Linked DNA regions of Zea mays: region 1 is linked to region 2. A link is a contact called in public Hi-C data. All regions are on one chromosome and are shown on one strand. The core of a region is the stretch at or near the end of the contact, and the rest is flanking DNA. Distances in the headings are between cores, read along the strand shown. Region 1 holds the start of LOC100217115 (adenylate cyclase). Region 2 holds the start of LOC100384296.

What was found. A called contact is a pair of places that touch in the nucleus more often than the background predicts.
Region 1: a contact with region 2 is called in a Hi-C map of leaf, with 2.7 times the contacts expected there. The contact joins the promoter of LOC100217115 here to the promoter of LOC100384296 in region 2. A contact is called at or near these places in 4 of 25 Hi-C or Micro-C datasets (ear, leaf and tassel) and 1 of 3 datasets of contacts at active chromatin or transcription factors (leaf).

The regions. Positions count from the first base shown.
Region 1 is chr7:182,940,264-182,944,268 of Zm-B73-REFERENCE-NAM-5.0, reverse strand. It overlaps LOC100217115 (adenylate cyclase), which reads left to right and starts at 1,707. Exons shown (of 1, transcript NM_001143483.2): 1 at 1,707-2,938. The coding sequence starts at 1,971. The coding sequence ends at 2,615.
Region 2 is chr7:182,809,844-182,814,411 of Zm-B73-REFERENCE-NAM-5.0, reverse strand. LOC100384296 reads left to right here and starts at 1,530. Exons shown (of 7, transcript NM_001176855.1): 1 at 1,530-1,554; 2 at 1,675-1,911; 3 at 2,033-2,109; 4 at 2,253-2,310; 5 at 2,423-2,534; 6 at 2,628-2,697; 7 at 3,303-4,442. The coding sequence starts at 1,689. The coding sequence ends at 3,866.

The DNA of each region.
Region 1 (4,005 bases), core at 458-2,957, 130 kb before region 2:
TCCTCTTCTCTAGGGACCTGGCCGACCTGAGCATGCCGCACCCACACGACGACGACGAGCAGGGACGATCACGGCGATGGGGGCAGGTGTACAGGGCCATCACAAGAGCGATCAACCAGGACTGGGCCACACCCAACATCTCGGACGCCTTCCCGTTCCTCGCGCCGCTTGACCTCTTTGGCTTGCGTCGCAGCGGCTCCAGATATATGGCCGAGCTCTATAAGGTCTTCGACCAAGAGATGGAGAGCCGGTTAGCCAGAGGTCGTCGTACAGACGAGGAGGAGGACATGTTGGGCGTCCTCCTCGCCCGGCACGCCAGGTCGGAGATCACGCGTGCAGACATCTCCAAACTCTTAGCGGTATATAAGCACATGCTGCATGCATTATACACACACATTTATATATATACTAAATGTAAAATAAAATAATACATAAAATATACAGGATATCTTTCTCGCCGGCACTGACACCACCAGGATTGCCGTGGAATGGGCTATGAGGAGGCTGCTTCGCCACCCGGACAAGCTGGAGAAGGTGCGCGCCGAGCTCGCCGCGAGTCTAGGCTCCAAGGAGTTTGTGGAAGAGAGCGACCTGGAGGAGCTCCCCTACCTCCACGCCGTGGTGAAGGAGGTCATGCGGCTGCACCCTTCCTTGCCGATGTTGCCGCGGGAGGTGGTCACAGACGACGGGATGTCACTGGGCGGTTTCTGGGTGCCCAAAGGCACATGCATTATGGTCAACCTGTTGGCTCTCGGAAGGGACGCAACCTCCTGGCCGGAGCCAGAGGAGTTCGTGCCCGAGAGATTCTTGGGCGGCGGCGGCCGGCCATTGAGCTTCAGGGGCTCGGACTTCTCCTACATCCCGTTCGGTGCTGGGCGTAGAGTGTGCCCCGGAATGGACTTGGCTGCACGGTTCGTGCCGCTGGTGTTGGCCTCACTCCTGTACAGGGTTGAGTGGAAGCTGTGCGGCGACGACGCCATGACGCCTGTGGACGACGTCCTCAGAGAGAAGAGTTCCATATTACTTGAACCCGCTATGCCCCTCCGTGCCATCCCGCTCTTCACTCCATGACCAACAAGTCGATCATCTCCATATCTGCCTGGACCAGCAGTTTAATTTGCATGCATGACGATCGACGACGACACCATTTTTCTTTTCTTTTCTTTTCTTTTTCTTTCTCCTTACAATAATGAAGTGCATGTGACAGTATTTCAAAGTGTTATGTCATCTTGAGAAATAAGGGGAAAATGGTGTTGCCAACAAGCTTAGCGAATGTATATATGTCATCTTGAATGCTTTTTTTGTCCCAAAAATGTGCAAACACGCGTGCACATGCCACCCACGGCAAGCAGCAACAGCAAGATCCATGACATCATTTTGATTTGTGTTTCAATCTCTTTTTTCTCAAGCATGGCAAGATCCACGGCATTCTTTTGTTAGATCTATGGTGTTGTGTGTGTGTGTTTTTTTTGGGTTCATCTGTGTGATAAATGGCAAGACCTACTCGACTGTCAGGCTCAACGGGCCGGCCCAAGTACGCCTAAACAGCCCAGTGCCGTGCTTGGGCTGAGTGCTGAGTCCATAAATGATGGCACGGCCTGCGTAACTAATTGGGAGTCGCTTTGGCCCTGCTCGCTGACCACCAAACCAACCAGGAACCAGTCCTCCTCCGTCTCCATCTTATCATCCGCCAATAATGCTGCGCCGCAACCCAACCCGCATCGAGCTCACCTCCTCCGACCGCGACGAGCTCGAAGACCACCTCCGCGCCGCCGCGGCAGCCACCACCACCAAGGATCCTTCCGGTTACACCACTCCGTCTCCAGTCCTTGGCCCGCAGACCTCCAATCCCCTGCTCCAATTCCTCCACCCGAAGCCCGGCGCCGTGCCATCCAAGTCCCAACGCATCGGCATCGGCCTCTCCACCCCGCCGGCTCCGGCCCCGAACCCGCGACCACCCCATCCACCCCATGGAGGTTGAGATCAAGCTCCGCCTCCCCGACGCCGCCGCGCACCGCCGCCTGTCCGCGTTCCTCGCGCCCCGCCTCCGCCGCACCCACGCCCAGCGGAACCTCTTCTTCGACGACGCCGCGCGCACGCTCGGAGCCGCCACCGCCGCGCTCCGCGTCCGCCTCTACGACGGGCCCGACGACCGCGGCCCCTCGCGCGCCGTCCTCGCGCTCAAGCGCCGCCCGCGGATCGAGGCCGGCGTCAGCCGCGTCGAGGAGATCGAGGAGCCCCTCGAGCCCGCGCTCGCCGTCGCCTGCGCCGACGACCCCGCCCGCCTCGGCGGCCTCGACTCGCCGATCATCCGCCTCGTCGCCGCCGAGTACGGCGTCGGCGGGGACGCCGCCCCCTTCCTCTGCCTCGGCGGCTTCGGGAACACGCGCGCTGTCTACGAGTACGAGCTTGAGGACGGCGGCGGCGGCCTCGTGCTGGAGCTCGACGAGACGCGGTTCGACTTTGGGACCAGGTACGAGCTCGAGTGCGAGACGGCGGAGCCTGACCGGGTCAAGGAGGTGCTGGAGCGACTGCTCACGGTGGCCGGCGTGCCCTACGAGTACTGTCGGAACAGCAAGTTCGCCTGCTTCATGACAGGGAAGCTGCTTCCTTGACTAGGCATAGCCTTGTCCGTTCTTGGTATTTCCCTTCTTCGTGCCATTAAGCTGCATTTGAACAACTTGAATGGAATGTCAGTGACGCTTTGAATAATGACAAAAATAAGTGTGGCTTCTCATATTTGGTTAGTGTATGGTTTTGGTTTTGTGGCAACGGAACATAATCCTGAGTCTGGTCAAATCCAATTTCTCCCAAAATCTATGGGACAACAGCCCTACCAGCTTGGTATTTCAGTACTGTACCTTCGTTCAGTATTGTTACCTTGTTCGGGCAAATTTACATAGCATATCTTCATGAACAACAAACATTATATTGGTCCGATGCTGATAATCATGGTCATGGACCGAGACAGACAGACAGTTGCAGTGCAGTACAAGGGCTCGTTTGGTAGATCTACGTTTCATGATTCTCTAGCTCCGAGTGATTCCGATTGATTCTCTACCGGAAGTGAATCTATTTAGCGAAAACCGTTTATCAAATAGCCTGTAAAGTGGTTTATGAGAAGTTAAGAGAGTGGGGAGCAGGTTGGGTGGGAAGCAGGGTTTTTTTGGCTCCTACTTTCTAGTAAAAGATAGAGGCTAGATTCACTCCACTCTCACCATAGAGCAGTTTAGATTTTTATCGTTTGGCTCGGCCGGAGTGATTCTCGTTGGGAGCGGAGGGAGCTCTGTCAAACGCCCCCTAAGAGCCAATGCTACAACCACAAGCAAGCCAACAGTTTAGAACTTGTATAGCTGCCGATTGAGGTGCTGGATTTAAGGTTACCAAGGGTGGGGGGAGGTTTTGGAGGGAAAGAGAGGACTGGCGGTTCGATGGTCTGGTAGCAAGGCGGCAACAGCCTCCTGTCGTGGGCTGCTTTGGACATCCGGATGGGAAGAATAGCTACTCTCTTGTTCATATACGAGGCATCATGGATAGTATTAATAGTTCTAGTTGAGATAAATATAATCTTCTATAAGTATGGTCAGGAGATACCACATGGAGGATAAGACTATTTTCAAGATACATTGTCTTTACTATATGTCTAGACATTTCTATATTATTAAAGCTGCTCCAAAACTCGCCTCCTTAGCCATCCACGTCAGCATTTCTTACTCAAGCCGCTCGATGGTGAATCAGTGGCTGCCATCCCCCGCTGACTCCATCACGTACTCAGTATAGCGCGCGTCGCTCCCTACGTCTCTGGAAATTTCTATTTCTCAGCAGATATAGACATAGACTACGCCGGTTCTTTCCAGAAGGTGGAGGTAGCAGCGAAAAGAAATTAATTTTACCGACCAAACGCATTGAACAAAGATATGTACGGTACTTCAAGTATAAGACATAATTAAAACAAAACATAATATAGTGGACATATCTAAAACATGTGTCTTACCATATTCATTG
Region 2 (4,568 bases), core at 281-2,780:
GGCGCAATCCAAGAAACCAGGGGCTGCTCCATGCATTTTAAGCCCGCTTTTGTTTTGTATATATGCTTTGCTGCCCCCCATGCATGCATGTCATGTACGCACAGCAGGTGAAGTTACGGCACCGGCTTCAAAGTGCACACACGGATACAGCCTATTAATTGCCTTACCATGAACCCTTTGGGCTTTGGCAGTTGGCTGCCCCCAGTAGCTGAGCTTAGCTCAGCTTAGCTCAGCTAAGCTAAGCTGGTGGTGCCAAACTTACCAAAGGAGACACCACACCAACAGGCGAGAATCCTATGCCTTATCCCCCCCCTGTTATTCCATTCCCTTGCCTTTGTGCCGTCCGTCCGTCTCCCAAGAAGGCGTTCGATCTTATACAATGGCCACAGCTCCCGGCCGCGCGCTTTATCTGTGTGTGTGTATGCCAAGCTTTTCTCGCAATTCTTCTTCCGGATGGATGATGCCTAGCTGCAGTCAAAAAGAAGGGAAGTTTCAAGCTTTGGCCGTCCACGTACGTAACCGACATCCATCGTATGGCCATCCCGTACTGCTTCTCAACTGGTGCATACATACAGCCCAACAGCTAGCAACCAACAGTACGTAAGCTACTACATGCGATCACGGACCATGGATCCTAACAACAACGACGAGCAGCTCTGCTAGCTAGCTAGCTAGCTGGTCGATGGATCGACCGCCCCTTTCGTTTCGGCAAAACTGGAGGCCAGAAACTCAGTGGAGACTGGAACTGGTTCTCGAACTAATAATAAGATATCGATATCATCGAGGAATCTGAGCTAGAGAGGGGGGCTGCTGCCAAGTTTCTACAGCGACATCGTCAGATTATATTGCAGACCACGCAGAATAATCTCTAGGGTTTCTTTCTTTCTTTCTTTTTCTCCTCCTCCTCCTCCAAAAGAAAAAGGAAAACCAAAGAGGAGAATGAAAAAGATTGTTGTGCTTCGCTTTCGCCCTTCGTCGTTCTCATGTGGCAAGTAATTTCAACCAAAAGCTGTTCATGATGAGAACACACAAGGCAAGAGCGAGAGGGGGAGAGAGAGAGAGGGCCGGGTTGTTGCTGGAGTTGAGAAAGAAAAAAGGACTGCAGGGTGTGGTGGGCCGGGGGGGAATAAGGATAATATCTCTTTTTCAGTTGCTGCAGAGATTGGGCAGTCGATCAGGGGGGTTGAGTGCTTCTTCAGATGATTCCACATTCTCCGATCCAGCCGGTCCTCTTGCCTTATAAGACAGACAGACGGCCGGGGGAGTCTGCTGCGTAACATAACATCTCGGCAAGAGGAGACAGGAGGTCGGTAGTTTAGTTTTCAGAAGCCAAATTAAATTAAAGGCTGTCTGTCTCACTCACTCACTCACTCCCAGAAGAGAGAAGACCACACCACACAAACAAACACCTCTTTGGTTTCTACAAATAGAGGACGCACTGCCACTGACTGAGCTACACCGGTAAAAGCTGCCAAGGATATATATCCCACCAGTCAGGAATGCCCGCAACCAGACATTTCAGTACATAACAGGAGCTGAACAACTAACGTACAGGTGAGGATCTCATGTGCTTCGCTCCACTCTCTCTCTCTCTCTCTCTCTCTCTCTCTCTCTCTTTACCTGATGATGACTGGTGGAGCAGAGCAAGAAACGTACTGACCTGGAGTTCTGCAGGCTGACAGCAGCAGATGTATCATCAGCAACAGCTCCACACCCATAACCAGCACCTGTCCTCGTCAAGGCCAGGCTTACCTCCTGAGAAGCAGTTCCTCCTGCACGGAGCAGGCGGCGGCGGCGGCGGCGGAGATGCAGGGCTCGTCCTCTCCACCGATGCTAAGCCTCGCCTGAAATGGACACCCGAGCTGCACGAGCGTTTTGTTGAGGCGGTGCATCAGCTCGGAGGCCCAGACAGTGAGTACCAAAACGCTAGCTCGTATACACACGGCACAAACATGGCACAGAGCCTTTGTGATGGTAGATTACCTCTTCTTCTAAATTAAGCCCGCGTGCATGCATGTCCAAACTCTCGCAGAGGCCACGCCGAAAACCATCATGAGGCTCATGGGGATCCCTGGACTCACCCTGTACCATCTCAAGAGCCATCTCCAGGTACGTACGTGCGTACATCTCGATCAGATACTGCTGTTGCTGTCAGAGTATGGAATGGTATGGCATGGAAAACAAATTTTGGCTTCCCGTCGTCACAAACTAAGATAGATGTGTTTTTTTTTCTTTTTCTGTTTGTCTCATAGAAATACAGACTCAGCAAGAACCTCCAGGCCCAAGCTCATACTGCCAGCGCAAAGAATGGTAGGCTGCATATATAAATGCTTCTTAATACAGTGTAGCTCAAGTAACTGAAACCCCAGCCGTCCAGTCCAGTGCGAGAGATGTGCTAAGCCTGCTTGCCTCTGTTTCGCAGCGTTGGTAGGCTGCCGGACGGGAGCAGACAACGCCCTATGCCAAGGGAGTGCTTCACCGCCGCCACCACCGCCGCCGCCGCACCTGAACCTAGAACCGCCGCAGATAAACAGGTGAGGAGCGAAGAAGCCAGCTAAATTTGTTAACAGCTGGATGCATTCTTCTCCAACCTTCAGAAGGTGTGACACGGTTCGGTAATCTGGCAGGTCAATGCACATAAGTGAAGCCCTCCAGATGCAGATCGAAGTCCAGAGACGGCTGCATGAGCAGCTAGAGGTATATACAAATACAAGCAGCAGCTCTCTAGTTTTATTAAGATATATATCTATTGCATAGCTCAGCGTCCCCGTGATATAGACATATATAATGCAGAAGCACCACTACCTGTATATAGCATCAAAAACACTAGTAGCGAGTTCATCGGCAGGGAACTGTTTCCGACAGTGCAAATTAAAACTGCAGGGGGGAACGAACCAATTAAAAAAAGTGAGAACACCCTGTCGAAGAAAAAAATAAATACAAGTGTTAAAAAAGAAAGTAAAGGGGCATGCCAAGCCCTATGGTCGGATCCCGAGTCCTGGCACCGGGGCGCGAGAGGCGGCGACCGCGGCCGGAGTTGGAACCATCTGCCCTGGCCTACCATTCCGGTCATCGTGAGTTCGTGACGCCGTTGGATCTGGGGTATTATTGGGCCTTCCATTCCAGAGGCCGGCGCACGCACGCACCGTCATTTCGGCCCATAAACTGGATTCGCCCGCGACTAATTCGGAGCACACTTTTCCTTGTGCTGCACCTGCACGGCTTGGCTGGGCTTTGGCCCATTTCCTCTGCTTTCAGCATATTTATATATATTTTTTTCATTTTTCCCATTGATGGTGCAGGTTCAGAGACACCTGCAGCTGCGGATCGAAGCGCAGGGCAAGTACTTGCAGTCCGTGCTGGAGAAGGCGCAGGAGGCGCTGGCCAAGCAGAGCGGCGGCGCTGACGAGACGACGACGACGACGCAGCAGCAGCAGCAGTTGCTGCTGCCGGATCTCATCTCGAGAGCCACGGCGACGAGGCGCGGCAATGTCCAGCAGGAGCACCTCCACCAGCAGCACCACCTCGGAGGCGACGGGTCGGTGGACAGCTGCCTGACCGCGTGCGAGGGGTCTCGGTGCCAGAGGGAGAGGGACCAGGACCTGCTGTCCATCGGCCTCTCGTCCGCTCCGCCTCCCACTCCCACTCCCAGCAGAGGCTACAACGACAGAGGAGGCGGCGGCAGCGCCAGCTGCGAGGAGTTCCTGCAGTTTCTTGACGAGCCCAGCAGAAGAGGAGCAGGAGGAGGAGGGTCCTCGGATGAGCAGCAGGAGCTTGACCTCAGCATCAGCGGCGGCAGGAGCAATCCAAGGCCTCGCGGCAGCCAAAGCCAAAGGATCGACCTCAACGGATCCAGCTGGAACTGAATGGTCGTCCTTTTAGCAATGGTCTCCTTCCTCGTAGCTTTAGCTGCAGTAGGGAAAATGGCCAGGGTCACAGCAGGTGCCCTGTGTGTGGGTGCACTTCCATGCCCTGCAGCCATTTGCAGCAAATAACTAAGCAGTGACTGATGATGATGGTGAATTGGCATGCGAGAAAGAGAACCCAGATGCACGTTCTCCTTTGACGTCTGATTAGTTAACTCTATAGATCTGTATTCCAGACATGGAAAAGTACACTGCTGAGATCCTCTCATCAGTTTCAGGAATGTACAGAACTCGCAGCGGATGCACACGAATCCATGCTGCTGCTTCTGCCTTGGCCCACCAGTCAGTAAGCTATTCCTCGCTCGGCCAAGCCAACACAAGCGATGGAAATATCCAGCTCGGAGCTCGCTATTCCACTGTAGCATGCTTCTTGTTTCGTTTGTCTGTGCGTGGCCATCTTCGTCCCACTAGTCGCTTTCTGTATTCTTTTCTTCCTCTTTTCAACTGCCCATTGCTGGTTTGACACACAACGTTGCTCTGTATTTCTGGAATAATAAATGGTACTCAATCAGTTTTAAAATAGTAGTCGTTTTAGCTATTAATTTCCTGTCTATATTTAAATAGATGATAATAAATTTAGATAGATATACAAAAACATATACATCAAGTATTGTATTAAGGAGGTATTTGAATGCACTAAAA